Regions from separate parts of the Sus scrofa genome. Here region 1 is linked to region 2. Evidence: chromatin contacts called from public HiChIP or PLAC-seq data. All regions are on one chromosome and are shown on one strand. Each heading gives the region's core, a stretch centred on a gene start, on an enhancer-like site or on the middle of the called end of the contact. The rest is flanking DNA. Distances are from core to core; before and after follow the strand shown.

Evidence for each region. HiChIP or PLAC-seq counts read pairs in DNA pulled down with a chosen protein or histone mark.
Region 1: an H3K27ac HiChIP or PLAC-seq map of alveolar macrophages shows a contact between it and region 2. The contact joins two enhancer-like sites. A contact is called at or near these places in 2 of 47 Hi-C or Micro-C datasets (heart right ventricle and retroperitoneal adipose tissue) and 1 of 2 datasets of contacts at active chromatin or transcription factors (alveolar macrophages).

The regions. Positions count from the first base shown.
Region 1 is chr15:137,952,516-137,957,433 of Sscrofa11.1, forward strand. No RefSeq gene overlaps it. Among named protein-coding and RNA genes, the nearest start is that of ASB1, 24 kb to the left of the region's middle. Within about 2 kb of position 1,531, at least 51 of the 83 cell types and tissues checked have an H3K27ac peak or open chromatin away from gene starts, as enhancers often do. A contact at or near this core is called in alveolar macrophages and retroperitoneal adipose tissue, where this site is marked.
Region 2 is chr15:137,781,091-137,786,036 of Sscrofa11.1, forward strand. HES6 (transcription cofactor HES-6) reads right to left here. Exons shown (of 4, transcript XM_003359692.4): 4 at 4,718-4,946. Among named protein-coding and RNA genes, the nearest start is that of HES6, 4.1 kb to the right of the region's middle. Within about 2 kb of position 2,936, at least 5 of the 83 cell types and tissues checked have an H3K27ac peak or open chromatin away from gene starts, as enhancers often do. A contact at or near this core is called in alveolar macrophages and retroperitoneal adipose tissue, where this site is marked.

The sequences.
Region 1 (4,918 bases), core at 281-2,780, 170 kb after region 2:
TGGGATTGGCAGGTCCAGGTACCTCTAGCAGTGTGTGTGGAAGAGTGAAAGCAGGAGGACTGGCTGGCAGCCAGCTTCAGAAGCAGTTGCAGCTCTCCACCGCACACAGTCGGGCAGTTGTCCCAGCCCCAGCCCAGCCCAGCCCAGGCGGAGGCGAAGGGAGTTGTGGCATCAGCCCTCCCCACGTAAAACCGTTGGCTCCCTTGGCTCTGGAAACAGGCTCTACCCTCCAGGCAGGAAATAAAGGAGAAAAGGCGTCTTGAGGAGTCTCACCAGCCTAAAAGGAAATAGCTTGAGATACGAACCGACACTGAATATGGCCAGTCCCCCCCAGCTAGTAGTGGATTCCAATACATAATTCAAGAGAATTCTGAGTGAAGGCTGGGTTTCCAAATTGTAAGGACCAGCCTCGTACTAACACAGTGGAAGGAGAAATAGCTTTGCCTTGGCACATCACCATGGAATTTCAGAACACTGGGGAGAAAGAGGACTCTGTAACTTCCTGAGAGTATGAACAAGACACCATACAAAGGATCAGGCTTCAGAACAGCTTTGAGGATCAGGAATCCTCAAATGCCACACTGGGCAATAGAGGGATTCGACCCTCTCAGAATTCTGAGGGAAATACATACAAAAGTCAAGCTGAAGACTTGCAGTTTCTTTAAAAACTTACACTCCACACATCCTTTCTTAGAAAACTATTAGAGGATGTATTATTCCAGAATGAGGGAGTAAACCAAGAAAGGAGAAAGCCTGGTATTCAGGAAATGTGGGTCCAACAAGAGAGGCAAGGTGACTCCGCAGCAGCGTGGTGAAAACTCTCAGGATGGCAGCCGAGCCTCAGGCACAGTAGATGCCCAGTCGGGATCAGATGTGCGGAGGCTGAGGCTCCGGAGAAGGTGTCTCAGTTACAGAACACCTGTGGTCTCTGCATATGTGGATAGGAGTTGGGCTTGACTTACTGACGAGTACCTAGGAAAGCAGGGGACAGAACTCCAAGGAACACGAGAGGCTGGGCGAGGCAGGAAGACGTTATCCCAGTAACACTGGAGGCCTCAGTCCTAATAACAGCAACCTACTACCTACCGCGCTGTTACGGGGGCATGGAAGGTGGAGTGTGTGGGGTAAAAGCTAGATACTACAGAGCAGAATTCATTACAACCAACGGAGGCAGCAACAAAGACAAAATGTGCGTCTTTCCAAAGAACTGAAACGATACACCTCCAGAGAGGTGTCAGGACAAAAAGCGTACAAATCCAGTATTTAAAAGGGAAATTTTACCGACCATGTAAAAAGATGAGAGGACATATTATAACAACTTTTTGATAGTAATGTGAGAATTCAGAAGAAACGGTCACCTTCCTAGAAAAACAACACCCAATTTAAGAAGGTGCTCTCACAGCCACCAGGGCAGCCACTGCCCTTCAGCAAGTGGCATTTAGTACTTGTCCCGGAAATCTTGGCGCGTCTCCTTTAAGAGGCAGTGAAGCCCCGCCCCGCGTGGGAACGCCATCTCTTAGCGCCCATTCTGACCTACGTCACACCCGTGTCGGGCCAATCCAGGAGGGGGTGTTCCTGTGCGTCCGGCGGCGTGGGGCGGGACTTCCGGAGCCGTCCTCCCGGGGTCGCTTCCGCCCTGGGGTCTGTGCAGCTCGGATCCAGCAGGGAGGTGCGTGGGGGCCGTGCCGGGGGATTCCCGGCTGGCGCCCCTCCTCTGGCAGGGCCGGGTGGTCTCAGGATGTGGCCCGGGAGGCCGAGCGGCGCCTTGATTGGGTTCGGGGCCTGCTGGTGGCGATCCGACGCGGGGAACGTTTCACTTGTGGCCCCGGGTGGTTGGTGTGAAGCAGAGGGGGCACCTTCTGAGCGCTGTGTTTTTGTAAGAGGGTGTCGGGTCGGGGCTCCCCACGCACGTCTGTCCACTCAGACCCGTACCGTGCGGCGTGTGGCCCAGGCTGAGGACCGGGGCGCCGCAGCCGGCAGAAGCTGCCGTCAGGAGGAAGCTTCCGTTTTCCCGGCGCCAAAGCAGCACCGCGGAGAAACCCTGCAAAAGCGGGCAGGGTAGGGCCTCGTGGAGCGCTGTGGAGCCACGTGTCAGAGAACGCCCTAGTGTGCGGGGGGGACAGGTTCCCCGGCGCTGGAAGACGGCGCCAGGCCAACCACAGGAGGGGGCGGCCAGGTAGGGGCGCGGGGGCGGGGAGCCCTTAGACCCTGGGCAGTGCATCCAGTGTGAGGGAGCCCAGGCAGCCCCAGCCGGGGGGGGGGTCTGAATGCACTTAACCCCCCCTCAGAATCCACACTGGCGAAGGGCCTTTTGAGTGCAGCCGCTGGGGGAAGGATGCATTCAGCGAAGAAAACACACTTGTTTGGTGCAGGACAGAAAGGCCCAGTTAGTGCAGTAAGTGTCAGAGAGCCGGTAGCCACACTGCTCGGCTCCCTCAGCCTCAGAAAGTTTATACTAGAGAAAGTCCCTTTGAATCCATGGAATGAGAGCCCTTTGCCAAAGGTCTGATTTAGCTCTGGGAAGTTCACAGCCTACAAAGGTGTTCAGAGTGCAGCAAACGTGGGAAGACCTCCTGCCAAAACTTCAAACTTGGGTTGCCTCAAAGTCTGTTAAGTCCGACCAGGGTGAGAAGGCATTAAGCTGCAGGTCCAGCCTCATTCACCCCTGACAGATTCACACACAGGAAGACCTCATGAATGCAGAGAAGGGGAAAAGCCTCTCCCCAAAGAGCTTCGTTCAGCCCTGGGATGTTCACCCCAGGGAAAGGCCTCTGAGAGCAGCTGTCGCGAGAAAACCTTCAGTCAAGAGCCTCACCTCGTAAAGCCTCGGGAGGTTCACCCCGGAGAGAGGACTTAAGTGTGCAGGAAATGTGCTCGCTCCTTGTTTGGTGTAACAGGACGCGTGCCTGAGACCGGCTGGCAGTATCCTCCGTGAGGATGCCGTGAGAAGAGAGGTTGAACTTCATGTGGTCAGATGCCCACAGGGGCCATTCCTAATGAGCTCTGGGTGTCGGGGGCGCCTTGAGGAGTTAGGTTGCACTTTCTCAGCTGCCCAGGACTCTTGCCATAGTTATCTCACTGTCAGTGCCTCTGCAGAAGCCATCTCACCATTGCCAGCTGGGAGGGACTTGAAACTGCTTGTTCCAGTCCCTGGAGGGGCCCTGTGAGCAGCCCCTTGTGAACAGAATTGGAGTCTGCCCGCATTGAGGGCCAAAGGAATTGACAGGGAAGAATACTGGACTTTCGGCCTATTTTATTGCTGCCCAGGACCTCCTGGGAGTGACTGAAGTGTCAGAGGCTTAATCCTGTGGCCTGGAAATCAGGATTGTTTGGGGTGTGGAGGTCACCCTGGGGGGGGGGGCGAGAGCCCCCAGTGCATCTCAGAACCCTGTCCCTTGTTCCCTGGCCCTGCTAAAGGGAGCTTTTCCTTAGCATCAGCCTAGGATCCTTGTCCCCTGAAGTTCAGAACCCGCTAGGCAGGTGTCATTGACCGTAACATCTACAGGGGCCATGTAGGAGCCATAATTAGTGCAGAAAGACCAGGTGTCATAGTTGGGAGTGGAGAAGACTGCGGCACAGTTAAGAGGGTGTTTGTGACCCTTTTACGTGGACGCTCAGAATTGTTCTAGTAACTCTGTCTCTGAGAGTGTGCAGAAATTCTCAGGATCTCCAAACGCATGTCTCTCCTACAGCCAAGTTCACTATCAGCAAATGATCTAATTTCTGCAGTAGTTGAGGCCACTCTAGGGCAGGGAAGGTCACTAGGTTGCCCTGGGCTTCTGGGCCAAGGCTGGCAGGCAGGAAGCCACCTGTTGGTATGCCAAGAAATTCGCTGGGAAGCTGCTTGCAGAGTTTGTTGAACTTGGTGGAAGCTGGCTGGAGGGGGCTGGACTCCCCGGGAGTGCTGGGAAGCTGCCTGTGGGGAAGATGAACTTTCTGGGAAGCCAGTTAGGATTCCTGAAGAGCTCAACCAGGAAGCCGCCTGCAGGGTGCGGCTGAAACTTGCTGGGAGGTGAGCTCCACTGTGCCTCCACTGTGCCAGCCAGGTGCCACTGGCGTAAGAGGGAAGGAAAGCACCAGGGACCTGGGAGGGAGACACTGTCCCCTTCCCAGCGTTCCTTCAGCGCCCCCTACTGGCAGGCCTAACAGCATTCCTGCTGGTGAGGAAGCCTTGTCCCAGCATCACAGCCGAGCCCTGGGGAAGGGATTTGGGAAGGAGGAGTCACGTGATTGCTTGAAGCAACTTTGCCGAGTTCTCCCTCCAGTCAAGGGGTCTAGCCTGTGAACTGAGTTAGGTCTGAGCATTGGGTGAGAGGCAGTCACTGTCCACAGTTGTGATTCAGGTCAGGTTTTTGGCTCTTAGGCCTAAAGGTTTCTCCCCCGTGTTACAGCTCAGTCAGCTATAACTTACATTCTTAGGGCCACCATGTTTGGGTAACCACTGTCAAAAGATCCCTGGGGACCAAGGCGTTGTGCGTACGTATCTGCTGTCTCCCCCAACCCCCTTTTTGGCTGCACCTGTGGCATGTGGACGTTCCCAGGCCAGGAACCAAACCCATGCCCCAGCAGTGACCTGAGCCACTGCAGTGACAACGCCAGGTCCTTTACCCACCGAGCCAGAAGGGGTCTCCAGTATCTGCCACGCTCCATGGCTGCTGCACCCCGCCCGGCGCCTTACTGGTTGGTGCCTGTCGTTTGGCCTCCCCTGCTCTGGGACCCCACCATCTCCACTGAGGGCGGAGGGCTGGCTCCTCAGCGGCACATCCCCACGGCTGTTCACAGACCTGCCCTCTCACCATGTAGCCTCAGTGCCTGAATCAAACACCTGTCTTCCAGGACTTCGCAGAAGGCGAAGGTGGTGTGACGGTCACACAGGATGCGGCCGGCCCAACCCTCCCGTCTCCCTGCGTCTCTGGCC
Region 2 (4,946 bases), core at 1,686-4,185:
ATCTGCAGAGTGCTGGGCTTTGGAAGGACTTAGGTTTCGGAGGGAATACTAGCCATAGAGAGTTTTTTAAAGCCCACTCTCGTTCTCCGGGTGAGAGATAAGATCCTGGATGTTGCAGGAGGGACAGAGAGAAAGGGGCAAGATAAGGTGCAAGCTTGTTCATTCATTCCTTCACTCCACCCGTGAGAGGTAGCAATGGGAGTTCCTGCTGTGGCACAGTGGGTTAAGAATCCGGAGTGCATGGAGTTCCCGTCGAATCCAACTAAGAACCATGAGGTTGAAGGTTCGATCCCTGGCCTTGCTCGGTGGGTTAAGGATCCAGCATTGCTGTGGCTGTGGTGTAGACCGGTTTTCAGCTCTGATTAGACCCCTAGCCTGGGAACCTCCACATGCCGTGGGTGCAGCCCTAAAAAGGACAAAAGACAAAAAAAAAAAAAAAAAAAAAAAAGACAAACTACTATATGCAAAATAAATAAGAAACAACAACAAAAAGAATCCGAATGCAGCAGCTCAGGTTGCTGCAGAGGTGCAGGTTTGAGTCCCAGTCCAGTGCAGTGGGTTAAAGGATCCCACATTGATGCAGCTGCGGCATAGGACTCAGCCATGGTTCGATTCAGTTCCTGACCTTAGAACTCTCATATGCCCCAGATGTGGCCATTGGAAAAAAACAAAACAAAACAAAACAAAAAAACAAGAGCTCTCGCTGTGGCTCAATGTGATCAGCCGCAGTGCCTTGGAAGCCTGGGATGCATTTTTCCATCCCTCGCCCCACACAGCGGGTTAAGGATCCAGCATTGCCGTAGCTTTGGCTTAGGTCGAGACTGCGGCTCAGATCTGATCCCTGACCCAGGAACTCTACATGCTGCAGGGCAGCCAAAAATTGAAAAAAGAAAAAAAAGACCGAAAAAGAGAGAGAGATGGAAATGACGGTTCCTGGACGCTGCTGGCAGGTGGGGCTGAAGGAAAAGGGGGTTTCTCCCTGATGGGTGACGATGCCGCTCTTGGGGGTCCAGACTCTGAAAGGAGGTGCAGGCTTTGCAGGAAAGGCTGAGTTCAGGCTGGGGCTTGCTGAGTCTGAAGAACCCGTGGGATATCCGAGGGCAAACTAGAGCTCCAGAGAGGCCTGGGCTGGATGTCCCTGCTGGAGTCAGTGGCACAGCAGGCGAAGCCGCGGAGACCGCATAGGCTTGGTCTCGAGATTAAGAGGTCTGAGGGAGGGAATGCGGGGCACATGCCATTTATGGGGTGGGGTGGGGGCCCTGGGAACAGCCCTGCCTAGAACTTGAGCAGGAATGAAGAGAAAGTGAGAAAACTAGCAGAGCACAGCATTTTAAGAAGCATGAAGTTATGGACAAGGTCAGATGCTGTAACACAGGTAAGATGGAAACCAAAGCGCCATCAGGACTCACTGGAGATTACCAGGAGTTTTCGGCAGGAAGCAGAAGCTTGAATCTGGCGTCTTAGACCACTTGGCCATCCTGACACACCAGAAGTTTTCAGGAGAATTGTGGGCAATGTGGGTCTTTCTGAAATTGTGTGACGAGCAAGCAGGTGAGGAAATTAAGAAAGGAGTCTATTCTCAAGAAACGCGACTGGGAAGGAAATGGTAGGACAATACCTAGGAGACCCTGAAGCGGTCTAAACAGGTTTCCTGGGATGGAGCGGACGGAAGGCAGAAGCTTAGGGTTCAACGAGTGACCAAGTCCATGGCATGGTTATTGCCCGAGACATCTGAGGTCCATGCTAGATGTTCCCAGGTTGATGAGAATGATCCAGAAGGGAGGAGCCATTGACGATGCTGGGAGAGAGCAGGGTCCATGGAGCAGGTCAGAGGGTACGGACCCCAATCCTGTGTGAAGGGCTGGCACTGCCCTGCATCTCAGTGGAAGGCAGAATGCCTGGGCGGAGGCGCAGGTGGGTGTGGTCAGCAGAGTAATGGCTCCCCAGAATGTCCACACCCTCATTTCCACAGCCTATGACGAGGCCGCCTTACATGGCAAAAGAGGCTTTGCAGATCTCTTTGAGGGTTAAGGACCTTGGAGCTCCCATTGTGGCTCAGCACTAACAAACCTGACTAGTGTCTATGAGGACAAAGGTTTGATCGCTGGCCTCACTCAGTGGGTTAAAGGATCCGTCATTGCCATGTGCTGTGGTGTAGGTCGCAGACGCAGCTCAGATATGATATGGCGTGGCTGTGGCGTAGGCTGGTGGCTACAGCTCCGCTTTGCCCCTAGCCTGGGAACTGCAATATGCCCCAGGTGCGGCCCTAAAAAAAAAAAAAAAAAGTTAAGGACTTTGAGGCAGGGATTATTCAGGTGACCTCAAAGACATCACGGGTCCTTACAAGTAGAGAGACCAGCGGGGCAGTGGAGGAGGGTCAGAAGGAAATGTGGTATAGACGTGTCAGGTGTAACGTGGCTCCTTTGAAGCTGGAGGAAGGGGGCCACCAGCCCAGGAATGTGGACGGCCTCTGGTGGGAAAAGGAAGGGAGTCACCCTCAACCTTCAGCCGGAAGTGCAGCTCTGGCTTGACCTTAGCCTGGTGAGTCGTCTCAGACGTCTTATGGAACTGCCCGAGAATACAGTCACATTGCTTTGGGACACCAAGTTTGTGGCAGTTTATGGCATTCATAGAAGACTAATACCACAAGCCAGGGGTTTGAAGTGGGAAGGAGGCAGTTCCCAGGAATGATGAAGCAGGGCTACCAAACACCTAGAGCAAGGCTGTGAGGGCTTGGAGGGGCTTTGAGAGGAGGGGGTGCGAAAGGCTCGTCCGGCAGAACAGGAAGGAGAGCAGGCTGGAAACCAGTGGGCCCAGGCTGCACAATAGGCAGAAGCTGCCCTGGCCCCACGGAGGCTGCCAGTGGTCTCTGCTCTGGGAGCCACGTTTGTTGAGAAAGAAAAGCGGCTTCTCTCAAGGGCTTCAGGGAAGCTGACTCACGGGTGGGCGGGGGCACAGGGCCAGAGTTCTGGGTTAGTGGCTTCTGACCTCAGGAGGGCCCTGGTGTCGGAAACACCTCTCTCTCCAGCTCAGCCGCCTGTATTTTTTGTTGTCGTTCTTCCTCTTTTGGCTGCCCCTGCTTGGGAGTTCCTGGGCCAGGGATCAGATACGAACCATAGTTACGACCTAAGCCCCAGCTGCGGTGAAGCCAGATCCTTAGCCCACTGTGTCGGGCCAGGGATCAAACCCGCATCCCAGCGCTCCCAAGACTCCGTCATTCCCCTCGCACCACAGCAGGAACTCCCAGCCTCCTGTACTGTGAACCCCATGGCCTGGGCTCCCTTCCTACGGCCTCTGGGAGGATGTGCCAAGTCTGGGCACCAGTGTAAAGAGTGGTTCCTTCTAAACAGTCCCTGGCTGATGCTCCCCAAATGGCATCAGAGCTCATGACAGTGGCCTCTGGTTGCTGCTGGGAGTCACAGGGGACAGAGGTCTCACAGGTGGACCTGGTGGACATGACCTCTATCAATTTATCTGGCCGATTAAAATAATCCCAGGAATGTCTCCATCTCTCTTGAGCTCTTTTATGGACCTGCCTTCGCCACCTCACCCCCTCCATAACTCATCTCAGTCACTAAAATTAAGGTGCATCTGGTTAGAGCCTGGTGGCTGAGGCCTAAGACTGGATCACAGGGGAGCCATGGTGAAACACCCCTGGTGGCCAGGACCTGCTGAGGGGCTCTTGTTCAAAGGGCTCTGGGGAGAGTTGGTTTTTTTTTTTTTAGGGCCACACCCGCGGCACATGGAGGTTCCCAGGCTAGGGGGTCTCATCGGAGCTGCAGCTGCCAGCCTACACCACAGCTCACAGCAACGCCAGATTCGTGACCCACCGAGTAAGGTCAGGAATCAAATCCGCAACCTCATGGTTCCTAGCTGGATTTGTTTCCGCTGTGCCACGATGGGAACTCCGGGACAGATGTTCTTAAAGCAAAGGGCACACACAGAAGAGGCGACCAGGTGTCAATCCTCAACTGTCACACGTTGACCCCACCTGGGCATTGCCAACTCTAAGTGAGGACAACAACAAGCTGCTTTGGGGTCCTGGGGCGGGAGGTGCAGGGCTGGGCCCTCTGTGGCAGTGGCTCCTATCAACGGACCACAGGCTCTCTGCGGGCCCTGACCCAGCCCAAGGGGGCATCCCCTTCCTTTCAAGGTTTCTGACCTCCTGGGCCCAACTGGACCTCAAGTTCAAGCTGCCTAGGCGGGAAACTGGGTGGGTCTCCCCGACCCCAAGGTCACTGGCACTGGGGAAGCGGCCTCTTCAATCAAGAAAAGGGACAACCTCAGTAGATCACCATCTGCATCGCACTCATGGACCCAGACTTTTGAAAGGAACGTCCCAACCACAAGGCCGGCAACCAGGCATTCGTTTCATTCCCAGAAGCTCACGAGCAGAATGGTCCAGGGACAGGCCGTTTCCTTAGAGCTTGTTGCTCTGGCGACCGACTCGTGCAATGGTATCCACCACCAGGGTGCACCCAATTCCCGGGAGGGTGGGCCATGCCTGAGGACCTGAGGGGAAACCCATCTGGAACCACGTGGCCACAGGGAGGTAGAAGCACTGTCCACTGTGAGACCTGCCACAGCTGTCCCATCTGCACTGCCATCATCCTACTTATGTTGCTGACCAAGGGCGAGGTGTCCTAAAAACACAGCATTAGACACAGGAAAAAATGTGCTTGGTTTCGTATTTCTGCATTTGGCACATTAATGACACTGACTTTCCAAAATCCTTTATTTAACAGAATTGGAACAAACGCTGGCAACCTACTACACGAACTCAAGTGTGCTAAATGCAAGACATACAGGGAGCCTTGCTTCTCTCTGGCAGCTCTGGGCAAAGCTGCAGAATGCCTCCCTGTGTCCTGGCTGAATGGCAAGTTTGAGCTTCTGCTCAGACCAGGGCTGCCAGGGCCCGAGGTCTCCTTCTGCCAGGACACCCGTGC